4 separate regions of the Gossypium hirsutum genome follow, and all the other regions are linked to region 2. A link is a contact called in public Hi-C data. All regions are on one chromosome and are shown on one strand. The core of a region is the stretch at or near the end of the contact, and the rest is flanking DNA. Distances in the headings are between cores, read along the strand shown.

The links. Hi-C and Micro-C count contacts between places; a contact is called where the count stands out from the background.
Region 1: a Hi-C map of leaf shows a contact between it and region 2, with 1.7 times the contacts expected there. The contact joins the promoter of LOC107897682 here to the promoter of LOC107886148 in region 2. A contact is called at or near these places in 3 of 34 Hi-C or Micro-C datasets (all in leaf).
Region 3: a contact with region 2 is called in a Hi-C map of leaf, with 2.3 times the contacts expected there. The contact joins the promoter of LOC107886143 here to the promoter of LOC107886148 in region 2. A contact is called at or near these places in 2 of 34 Hi-C or Micro-C datasets (both in leaf).
Region 4: a Hi-C map of hypocotyl shows a contact between it and region 2, with 5 times the contacts expected there. The contact joins the promoter of LOC121203592 here to the promoter of LOC107886148 in region 2. A contact is called at or near these places in 15 of 34 Hi-C or Micro-C datasets (callus, hypocotyl, leaf and 1 more).

The regions. Positions count from the first base shown.
Region 1 is chrA03:18,061,321-18,064,168 of Gossypium_hirsutum_v2.1, reverse strand. It overlaps LOC107897682 (geranylgeranyl diphosphate reductase, chloroplastic), which reads left to right and starts at 1,449. Exons shown (of 2, transcript XM_016823212.2): 1 at 1,449-2,303. The coding sequence starts at 1,617.
Region 2 is chrA03:18,268,066-18,271,003 of Gossypium_hirsutum_v2.1, reverse strand. LOC107886148 (photosynthetic NDH subunit of subcomplex B 4, chloroplastic) reads left to right here and starts at 1,571. Exons shown (of 5, transcript XM_016809991.2): 1 at 1,571-1,866; 2 at 1,948-2,122; 3 at 2,237-2,292; 4 at 2,400-2,471. The coding sequence starts at 1,753.
Region 3 is chrA03:18,019,012-18,021,882 of Gossypium_hirsutum_v2.1, reverse strand. LOC107886143 (malate dehydrogenase, chloroplastic) reads left to right here and starts at 1,296. Exons shown (of 2, transcript XM_041096753.1): 1 at 1,296-1,737; 2 at 2,828-2,871. The coding sequence starts at 2,861.
Region 4 is chrA03:18,485,657-18,488,410 of Gossypium_hirsutum_v2.1, reverse strand. LOC121203592 (transcription factor MYB34) reads right to left here and starts at 1,449. Exons shown (of 3, transcript XM_041096780.1): 1 at 1-1,449. LOC121219118 (a long non-coding RNA gene) reads right to left here. Exons shown (of 3, transcript XR_005915840.1): 3 at 1,783-2,754.

The sequences.
Region 1 (2,848 bases), core at 200-2,699, 210 kb after region 2:
CAAATGAATATAAATTAATGAAAATGATGAATTTAGATAAATTGGTCACATTCACAAATGAATGCGTTTTCTTACTAAGTGTAAAAACGACTTGAGAATTAATTTAAAATTTTTAAATTATAATTGAATTTTGAAAATAGAATTAAATTAATTAGTTCTTATAAATGCATGCATTAAGTATGAAAATTAAATATATTTCCTCATAGATTTTTTTACGATAAAACCGTCATGGTTAGTAGTAATGACTTTAACTGGATTAGAATGAGGTTGAGAAAATTATTTAATTGGAAAACTAATTTAGTTAATTTGATTAATGAAATTAATTAAATAAAATAATATTTATTTTGAGAAATAATAAATAAATATTGGGTTGGATTAAATTATCAAGTGTTAGAGTAGGAGAGTATTTTCTATTAAATAAACATTATTTGTGCTATTTTTATTTAACTAGGATTCTTCTATTTCTCCTTATAAATAAATATTATTTACTACCTTTAGAGGGCTTTCATATTCTGGTGAAAGCACATCTTATAGAACGCGTTTTTGTCCTATCCTAATGCCACGTCACCTGAAAATGTGTCATATAGGTTGCGTTTTTGCCTTTTCTTTCCAAAATCGACTTATTATTCTAATTTTTTTTTATTAAAATGACCTAAATCCCTAATTTTGTTTTAAGTTTAACATATATCCCTAATTTTCCCACGTATGTTTGGCTTCTTAATTTTACAAGATTTACTAAAATCAAATAAATAAGTTTGGAAAAGTGCTTTAATTAAATCTAAATTTAATAATTTTAAAAACAATATAAAACTAAGATACAAACAATTTATTAAATTTTAAAAAATTAATATATTATAATGTATAAAAATATATAAAATAAATAGATTCACATATATTTAAACTGTTTGACAATATATAATTGTAGGTTAATATTTGATATATTCATCATCTATCCTTTTATGTATTGTGGATAAAATGATAACACAACGTTAAAAATTTAAGTGGTCAAATATAATCTTATAACTATTATATTTGTGATTTAAAATTTTAATCGAATTAAATATCGATTGGATCAAAAATCGATTAAGGTATTGATTCGAAAAGTAATTTTAAATAAATTAGATTATGAATTTACACATAACAGTTAAACTTATTAAAAATTCGATTAAATCAACAATTAAATAATTTAAAAAAAAATTAATTGAAAAGCATAAAACTTTAAATCCTATTTAAAAGATAATGATTTTATGATCTGAACCAGAAAAAAATAGAGTGATAAATGCCTACCAAAAATATCTTATGTTATTTTCACACTTTATATTATATTTAAAATAGAGGTGCATGCAGAAAGGTAACGGACGTATTTACCAGAAAAAGAGTGCATGACGTGGCACAAAGCTAACCATAGAATACATCGAATCTCAACTCTCAACTGCAATTTCTGCACAAAACTCGAAATCTATCTCTTAATATCCACAACCCAATCTCCACCGTCTATTTTCCAAATCCAACGGTCACTTCCTTCTCATATCCCCAACCATATCCACCTTTTTATTACAAAAACAAATACACTCCCACTGAAGATTTCATTTCCTCAGTTCTGACATTTCTCAAAAATGAGCTCCATTGCTTTCAAGCCCTTCCACGGCCTCCGCCATAGCTCCGCCGTCCACAGCCCCACTTCCACTACCACCACCCTTTCCAAACCTGCTGTCAAATTCCATGTGTCAGCCGCCAAAACTTCTCCAAAACTAAGCAACCGCAACCTCAGGGTAGCCATCATAGGGGGTGGTCCGGCAGGAGGCTCAGCCGCCGAAACTCTCGCGAAGGCTGGCATAGAAACGTTCCTAATCGAACGAAAACTGGACAACTGCAAACCTTGCGGCGGAGCCATCCCGCTTTGCATGGTGGGTGAATTTGACTTGCCTTTGGATATCATCGACCGGCGAGTCACCAAGATGAAGATGATTTCGCCCTCCAACATTGCCGTCGACATCGGGCAAACGTTGAAACCACATGAATACATTGGGATGGTGAGAAGAGAAGTACTGGACGCTTACTTGAGAGACAGAGCTAAGGAGAATGGAGCTAACGTTATAAATGGGCTGTTCTTAAAGATGGATATGCCTAAACATTGGGAAGAACCCTATGTTTTGCATTACACCGAGTATGATGGGAAGAAAGGAGCTATGGGAGCCAAAGCCACTTTGGAAGTCGATGCTGTGATTGGAGCTGATGGCGCTAACTCTCGTGTTGCTAAAGCCATTAATGCTGGCGATTATGATTACGCCATTGCATTTCAGGTACATGCATATGTAATATATATTGTTCTGAGACAGATTTCAATTTTCTTTTACAAATATTTTTACCCATTTTCGAGTTATTTGTTGTTGATTTGCTTATTTTTCCCGAGAATCCATGTATGAATAAGTAGAAATTAGGATCATAATTGAACACCCTTTCACATATAAGTTGGGGATTTAAACTTGAAATCTAACAGTAGCAAAGGCTTCTCTTTACCATTGGGATGCTTAAGTATGCTTATTAATGTAGTACTATTATTTGATGTTTGTTGGTTGAGTGTTGGTAAAGAGCTCAATGTCCCCTTAAACAAGATCTCAGGTTCTTATTCAATGCATGGTTTAGCTCAAAATATTCATTGTGGGGCTCATCCTTTTTGTGGAAGTGTTTCTTTTCCACTAAATTTATAGAAAGACAATAGTTTATAGAGTTAAATATATGCACTAAATTTATAGAAAGGAAGTAATCTATAGGGTTAACCGGTCAAGCGACGAACACTAATTGGTCCTTTTTATTTGGATATAAAAGACTGGGATCACAATCTGAA
Region 2 (2,938 bases), core at 322-2,821:
CTCTTGAAAGAGAGCTTGCATCTCCCTTGGAGTAGCAACATTTAAATGTTAGTTAAGGCCTTGAATCGACAGAACGAGCTGTGAAGATGATGAGGACACTAGTCTGGCTTCGGAGAAACACCAAGATTTGTTTCCTAGTTCTGCTCTTCTCTTTAATTTTTCTCGTTTATGTTGTGATTATGAACATGAATATTTGTTGTGTTGTTGTTCTTGATTTAATTAAAATGGCTTAGATTTAATTCAAATGGTTTAGTTAACAAAATACCAAGTTGTCGTGAAATTATTTATAACAACATGAACATGGGCTTAGTAATTCTAAGTTAAGGAATGTAATTGATTTAATACATTTATGTCATATTGATTAAACTCATTTTCAGAAATCGTGTATTGGAACATTTTTACTTTTTATTTGTCTTAGTTAATTTTTAGTTTTATAAAAACTTCTTCAAATCAATATATTTTTCTTTCACCAAATTGCTTAAAGTTGTATTTCATAAATATTTTCTTTCACAGTCCTTATGGGTATGATAACTCGACATTTACTTGTCACTTTATTACTTGTTAGTGATTGTGTACACTTGCAAAATTTCGTCGTTCTAGCTATTCATACATTGGCGAATCTAGCTCCTACACAACTACATGCTCACCAAGACTGTGAGCTCACCATATTTGCCAGCTTATCAATAGTGCGAACTGCGAGGTCATCAAAACTGCGAGCTCACCAAATATGCGAGCTCACCAAGCTTGAAAGCTCTCCAAGTTTCAAGATTTATCAAGTTGTAGTATTTTATTATTATATTCAGCTTATTTAAGCGTAGATGTTTATGTAAATTAATATGTTGAAATGAAAAATAAAAAAATTATAATCCAAACACTTCTCTATTTTATTGTATCGCTTTCTGTTTCAATCTTTCCTTCATCAAATATCCAACATACACAACAAACAAATAATCGAATAAAAACAAGATTAATCAAAAGAAGTGGTCGGTTGGAGTCTTGGACAGATAACCTACACCTTAATATGTTTGTTGCTTTTTTCCTATTTTTCGTCCCTACCTAAAAACTAGGATTGATTTGCAGCAGGTAAACATTTGGCAGTTTTGATTTTCCTTTGAGTTCACATGAAAATATTCCAAGAAATATTAGGGTTAATATTATTTTGGGTTTGAATTTCACAAAATGTTTTTATGTTGAGTTTGAAATTTTTTAATTTAGATTAATGTTTTATATTTTTGGAAAAAAGGCCATGTTCTAATGTGAGACAATTATTAAATTTCAAGTTAAATTTAGATAAAAAAAGTATTTCAATTTTAGTGTGGGATAATTGTTAAGTTAAAGTCTAAAAATTAGATTATGATGAACTATTATTGTTTTAGTTAAGATTGCATGTAATTGAGAAAGAATTGCAAAGGTTAAAACACGACATAAAATATAATATGATATTAGAAAAATAATACAAATTGAGTTGTTCTCATATTTTATCACTACTGTTGATTAAATATATATTTTTCAAAACCATTATTTTATAATAAATTTAATAATAAAAGTGACCCACTAATCGGATCAGGCCGAGATTTGACATGATTTTTTTTTTTTTTAAAACGGATCGTGACCCGACCGGGCCGAGTAAGAATGGATGCAAATGAGTGCCTTATCTACTTAACCCTTCACTCACATAACTAAAGTACCAAAAATCCATAACTTTTGGAGGAAAAAAAAGAAAAAAGAACTACCACATTCTACAAGCCAAATATGAGCTTCACCATTTTAAAACCATGGATTCACTGTAGTTATCTTCAACCTACCAAATTCGGCAACTACCCATTTTCAAGCAGCACCAGGCTTTTCAACAATGGCTGCCAGCAGGTAAGTAGTTTGGTGAGTGATTTGATTTGCAGGGATGTTACTGCAGTACCAGCTTGAAATTTGTGATGTATATACATATAGATTGATGAAGGCAACAAGAGTAAAAGAAGGGGAGCTTTTGTTAAAGTTAATGCTCTACCAGATTGGCCTCTAATGGCAGTTTTAGTTCATCATGTTCAACAACTTGATGCCCAAAGAGAAATTATAACCAATAAATCTATTTGGCATCTTAGTGATGAAGCCATTAAAAAAGTTTGTAAGTGTTTTTCCATCAATTCATTCATTCATTCAAATTGGTCAACGATTTACGTATTGAAGCTATATGATGAAATGCTGAAGAATTTTCCTTTGGTCCTTTTTTGCTTTGTAGATGCTTTCTACATTATGTTCACTTGCTGGGGATGTTTGTTTTTTGGGTCCACCAAGGTATAATCATATGTCCATTGATTTTGTTCGCTATAATTGATATATAATGGGTGGCTTTCTTTTGATTTGAGCTTTGAAGTATCTGATTTAGAACATTCATTGTATAGGATCCATACTATGATTCTGAAGTATACAGGAAAGATGGAGGTGATGGTACTGGACATTGGGTTTATGAGAAGGTTAATTACATCCCTTAATTTCCTCATCTATATCATATCTATACTGTTATTTAAGATTTTAACTAAGTTGTTGTCACGAGTAAATCAGTAACTAATTCGATTAAAGAATTACAAGAATATCTTTCTATAATTAAAATAAATTATATTATTCGAAGGTATTTTAATCTTTTAATTAAAAAACCAATCAAAATATACATATAATAAAACTAGAACCCCTGTAAATTGTATTGATAAAATTTAAATTAACCAATTAACTAAAGCTTTGTTTTAATAACTTTTATACATTTTCATTTTAATACCCATATTTTATTACCTCCATCAATTGTATATATACACTATATAAGGTACAATCAACTCATTTGTAAAATTACTAAATTATCATTATTTTAAAAAATAACAAATGTTATTCTAAGGATTTTTTTGGTCTCTTGATACTTTTATAATATTCCAAATGAAATAACTGTAAA
Region 3 (2,871 bases), core at 47-2,546, 250 kb after region 2:
AAAATTAAAATAATATATAAAAAATATTTTTATTAAGTTTTGTCTTCAAATTTTTTGAAATTGAATAGCAAAACACAACAAAAAAAAATAATTTTAGCCAGAAAATTCAATCAAATAAAAGTAAAAAGACAAAAATCAATGTAAAGTAAAAACATAGCGGTAAATTTACTTTTAATTCATACATATCAATGAAAGTAAAATATTACGTCTAAAGTAGTGGCAAATTAACATAATAACCTTTTAAATTATTAAAATATTAATTTTACAAAAAAAATTATGTAAATGTGTAAAATTAACTTATTTTTTACGATGAATCCTCCAAATTTAATATGTTTTACTATATGTTTTCAATAAATAAAAAAGAGGAAACCATAAGAAATTATTATTACAAGTTGTCGAATAAAATGAACAAAATAAAAAGTAACCAAAATATCTAGCAAAAAAGAAAATGCTTTATTAGTAAATTGTTCCCTGAATTATACTTTAATTTTTAGTTAATTATACCAAACATCCCAAGTTATGATTCTTATTTTAAATTAATCCCTAAACTTTAAAACACCCTAATTACTTCCTAAACTATTGATGTTATATTAGTAAGATCCTTTCGTTATTAAAATTGTCATTTTAACCGTTAAATAGACTCATCTGTCATAATTTAAAATAAAAATGAATATTGCAAAAATCTTGGATTTGAGATTTTTAAAATTTTTAAAGAAACTTTTTCCTTCACTCTCTCTTTCTTCAATTTTATTTTATTTTAGTTTTTAATTTTAAAAGTTGTGAGACAATATTTTATTTTTTTAAAAAAATTATTTTAAATTGTCATATAAGATTTAATGTTTTATTTAATGGTTAAATTAGCGATATTAATAATGAAATGACTTGATTGATATAACACCGATAGTTGAGCATGTAATTAGAATGTTTTAAACCTTAGAGATCAATTTAAAATGAGGGTCATAATTTAGGGATGTTTAGTGTAATTAATTCTTAATTTTTACATTAAATTTTAGAAGTTTTTTTCGGTAAATTAATTAGTAGTCATCTAATTATGTTTTTTTTTTGGTTGCTCAAATTATCTTGAGTTTATCGGAGTTTTTGTTTTTATGTTAGTCAAACTAAAAAATATATAAAATTAAATAGTTAAGTAATTATTTTATAATTTTTTATATTTAGGTGATAAAAGAATTTATTAATAATTAGATCATCATTTTATAATTTTTTATAATTTAGTAAAAAAATCATTAATACGTCACCTCTATTATTTATTTATCATTTCTGTGAAAAGGAAAAACAAAATACTTTGATTAAAGAGAAAAAAAAAGGAAAAAAGGAAAGAAAGAGGAATTAAAAAGGGTCGGAAAAGGCAAGCAAATCTTAGCTGTAGAAAGTAGAAACCATCCATTCAACCATCGGCCACAATTTCTTCTTGGCAAGCCAACAAAAACTTGAAATAATCTAAAACAAAATCAAACACTTTTTGGTAGATTCTTTCCAGGTAGCGGCGGTGTATTCGGTACACACTCAAAAATATAATTGTAACTCCAGGCCAGAAAGAGTAGGTGAAAGTCCAAAATTTTGGTGCCTTGTTCGAAGTTTATTGGTCCAGTTTCTCCTATAAATACCAAAAGCCGAATTAAAAAGCCTATTTTTTTTCTTACATATCACTTTGCTTCCCTTAAGTTAAGCGTGCTCTCTCTCCATCTCTCTCTCTCCCCCCCATTTCAGATCTCAAAGGTTTGTTTCCTTTTCTTAACTAGTTTCTGATCTTTATTTCCAGTTGTAATTCTTGAATTCTAAGCTATGGGGTTTGTTTCTTTGTCCAAATATAATTTGGGTTTTGTTTATTAATCCGAACCATTATCTGGGTTTGCTCTGTTTGCTTGTCTCTGATAGTCATTTTATTGCTTTCTTCTAAGATGCAATATTGATTAGATCTATACTATCGGTTTCTTTATTTCATTGACATTTCTTTCATTTTTTCGAGCTTGGAATTTGGAAACATAGTGTTCTGGTTGGGTATCTCTTGAAATGTTGGGCATTGTGTTTCTGGATTTTTCTTATGTTGCCTTGAGTTAAATGTTTGGGAGAAGAGATGAACTCATCTTTTGATGCTTTGGAGGAATTGTTTGAAGATAAACCCGGTTATTATTTTCAATGATTTGTGAAAAGGGGTTCCTGAATATTGAAATTCCTGAAATCAACATTCAATTTGGGGATTATCCATAAGGGATATTTGATGCCGTTCACATGATTATTTATTTCAAGTTTGTGAAACTAATGTTGAGAATGTGATTAATGGAAGGAATATGGTAACTCACACCAAGTTAACCAGATATGGCGTCCAATTTTAAATAGAAGAAACCTGATTTGCCTTTTTGAATAAAATTGTAATTTGTTATTGACTAGACGTGTGCTTTGAAAGAAGTGGGATCTCGGCATTTTTCTATTCGGTTATAGGAGCTAATTTTCTGACCAGGATTTTGTATAATGAATACAAAATTGATACGTTTGGTTTCATAGAATAAGTCCCTTGCTATTGTTTTCTGGCTATGATTGAAAGGATTGATAGATCTATCGGTTCCTTTTGCTTTTAGTTCTTTTTAATGTTCGTTCATTATTATTAAGATAGAAATAGATGCTTGCTTTGATGGTTTCTATATTTTTGGATGCAAGCATGTCTTGGAACCACAATTCATGTTTATTTCTTTGGCAACTATTTGTTTGTATGTGACATTTGCTTCTTGCTAGTTTTAAAAATTGAGACATGCATTCTGGGTGTGAGTTATGCAGCTTATTGATTATATTACTTCATATCTCGTTTCAGGCCTAGACGCTGTTTCCTGTTTCAAAGCGTGAGATGGCGACAAC
Region 4 (2,754 bases), core at 200-2,699, 220 kb before region 2:
TTACTAAAAATAGTTTTAGACAGCAGTAGAGACTCTATTTTGAAAATTCACCAAAAAGAATAGGAAATGATTTAGAGGGTGAATCAAATATGAAACTAAAGCTTATTGAGTCTAGTTTTGCATGGAAGAAACAATGTAAGAAATGAAATTTTATATTTTGAGATATATTATTTGTTGTGGGATAAGGTCAGAATGGATTCGAGTCCTCGTATTATGAGTTTGGAAAATCATAAAAAATTTTAAATATATTATTAGGGGATTAAATTTATATGTTTAAATTATTAATGATTCTATTTTCAAGAGAATAAAATAGAAACATTATCTAAACCCCGTACTAAGAGATAATTAATTTTTAGTAAAGAAAGGTCGAAGCTGTCAAGTAGCAGAATAGGGGCAAATTTGAAGAATTTAATTTACTGGTTGGATAAAGTAAAAATTCTGAAATTTTTATGGTAAAAATATATTTGAGTCTAGTTTCAAAAACATCAAGCGAATCTTAATTTCGAAATCTTTAGCTCAAGATATAAATAATTTAGTGACTATGACACAAGTGGACAACTTTGATATGAACACATAAGTAAATAGTTGAATTATAGTTAATGTTACGTATAAACATGTCATGCTAAAAACTAAATATCCTAATATATATACATAAAGGATGAGGAGGAAAAAATAGTAGATGAATTTAAAATGTTACAAAATGGTTATAAGTGATGGAATGATTAATACATGTGAGAATGTTTAAATGAATTGATAAAATAATAAATGAATAATTGTTAATTGATTTGATTTTGGAATATTGGCTAAAATTTTATGAATAATTAAATTAATTGGAACAATTTAGAAATAAATATGAAATATACATAAAATGAGTAAACTACTTTAAAAGTGCAAGTCCTCCAATGGACTTATTTGTAAAACTTTAATAATTGTGTTATTTTTATAAATTTTGTTATATTTGATTGAATATCATATATGTTTTAATGAGATCCTTTAACTCATAAATAGTTATTTCATAAATTCAATTGTTACTAAAATGAGTAAAACGGTCTTCAATAATCAAATAATAAGATAAATCAATCTGAAATTTCTATAATTACTTTGACAAAGAATATGATATTTTGATACCTTAACCTAACAATCGGATCGAATATTGAGGTATTACATTCTAAACAGACAAACTCTTAAAATAATTCTTTATCTTAAATCATCACCAATGGTAATAAAGAAACAGTAACAATTTTAAGTTCTAGATTTTAATGAGTTCTTTGAGAATTATTTTAATTTAAGTTAGATGTATTTTGCTTCTTAATCTAGTTATTCATTGTATTGATTAATTGCAATTATATCTATTTCAACAGTGTGAATGCAATTATAATTTTTTTAAAAATAAACTCTTAGCTTAAGTTATTAGAAAAATCAAACAAGGATTGCCCAAATTTAAATTAAATATGATTTTATTTTAGAGTCTAATTTAATGATATATATAATATAAATTATTGATTTAATTCGATTTACAAAATTATATATATTTAACATCTAATTTTTTAAATATAAATAAAAAATAGTTTAAAAATATTATATTAATTAAGTTTAATAACTTATTTTAATGGTCATATTTTCCATGAAATTTTAATAATCATATTTAATATATTTTAAATATAAATATAAAAATATAAAAAAATAAATTAATTTAAAAAATAAAAAAATTTATATCAATAATCGGCATGAAAGCATAATAATTAGTATTGCCTGATACAGCTGATTCTATCAATACCAAAATCGAAGAAAGTATATTACTAGTAATTTTGTTAGGAGTACAACTACAATATAAAAAATTATTACATTCGAATCACTAATATAAAATTTTCTAAACTAGAATAATTTTATACAAAAACGATGAAATTTAAATTAAAATAAATATGGATAGAATTTTACGAAAAACAAAAATCAATCTTAGACACTTACGAATTTTAAGCCTCAACCTTTGTTAATTATTCCAATACTTAATTCTGTGATATGTAGAACGTAAATTCTCCTTCCTCCCTATAGTCTGCTACCCTAGCACGTCTCTGTCTGCTTTCTCTGGCAGAATTTAGGTTTTTTTGTTCTTTCAGTCTTTGTTCAAATCAAACGGCATGATTTGCTTTTTGATTCTCTGATTAGTATTTTGGTATACTCATTCGTAATTGGTAGGAAATTGTTAGGAAAATATGGAGGTAGAATTTGCTGGATTAACAATTAATGAGGAGGAAGATGAGATCTTGCAACTTCAAGTTGAGCAAACTGCAGAAAGGATGATGGGAGTATCTACGTTAGTGGGTTGTTTTTTGACAGCTAGTACAATCCACTTTAAGCAATGAAAAATACCATGGGCAATCTGTGGCATCCGGTAAGGGGTGTTCAAATTCGAGATTTAGGAGAAAAAAAGGTATTTGTTTCAGTTTTTTCATGTTATGGATATGGAAAGGGTGTTAAAGGGTTCTCCTTGGACTTTCAATAATCATTTATTGTTATTATATCAATTGCAGTGGGGAGAAGATCCCCTAAAAGTCCCTCTTATTTATTCTCCCTTTTGGGTTCAAATTAATAATATCCCTATTGGCTTCTATTCTGAGAACCTGGCAGCACAAATTCGAAACTTTATAGGGGTCTTCATGGAGTATGATGGCTCTAGTTTGGGGAAGGAGAACCGTAACTATATGCGTATAAGAGTCCAAGTTGACATTCGGCGTTCTTTGAAAAGAAAGAAGA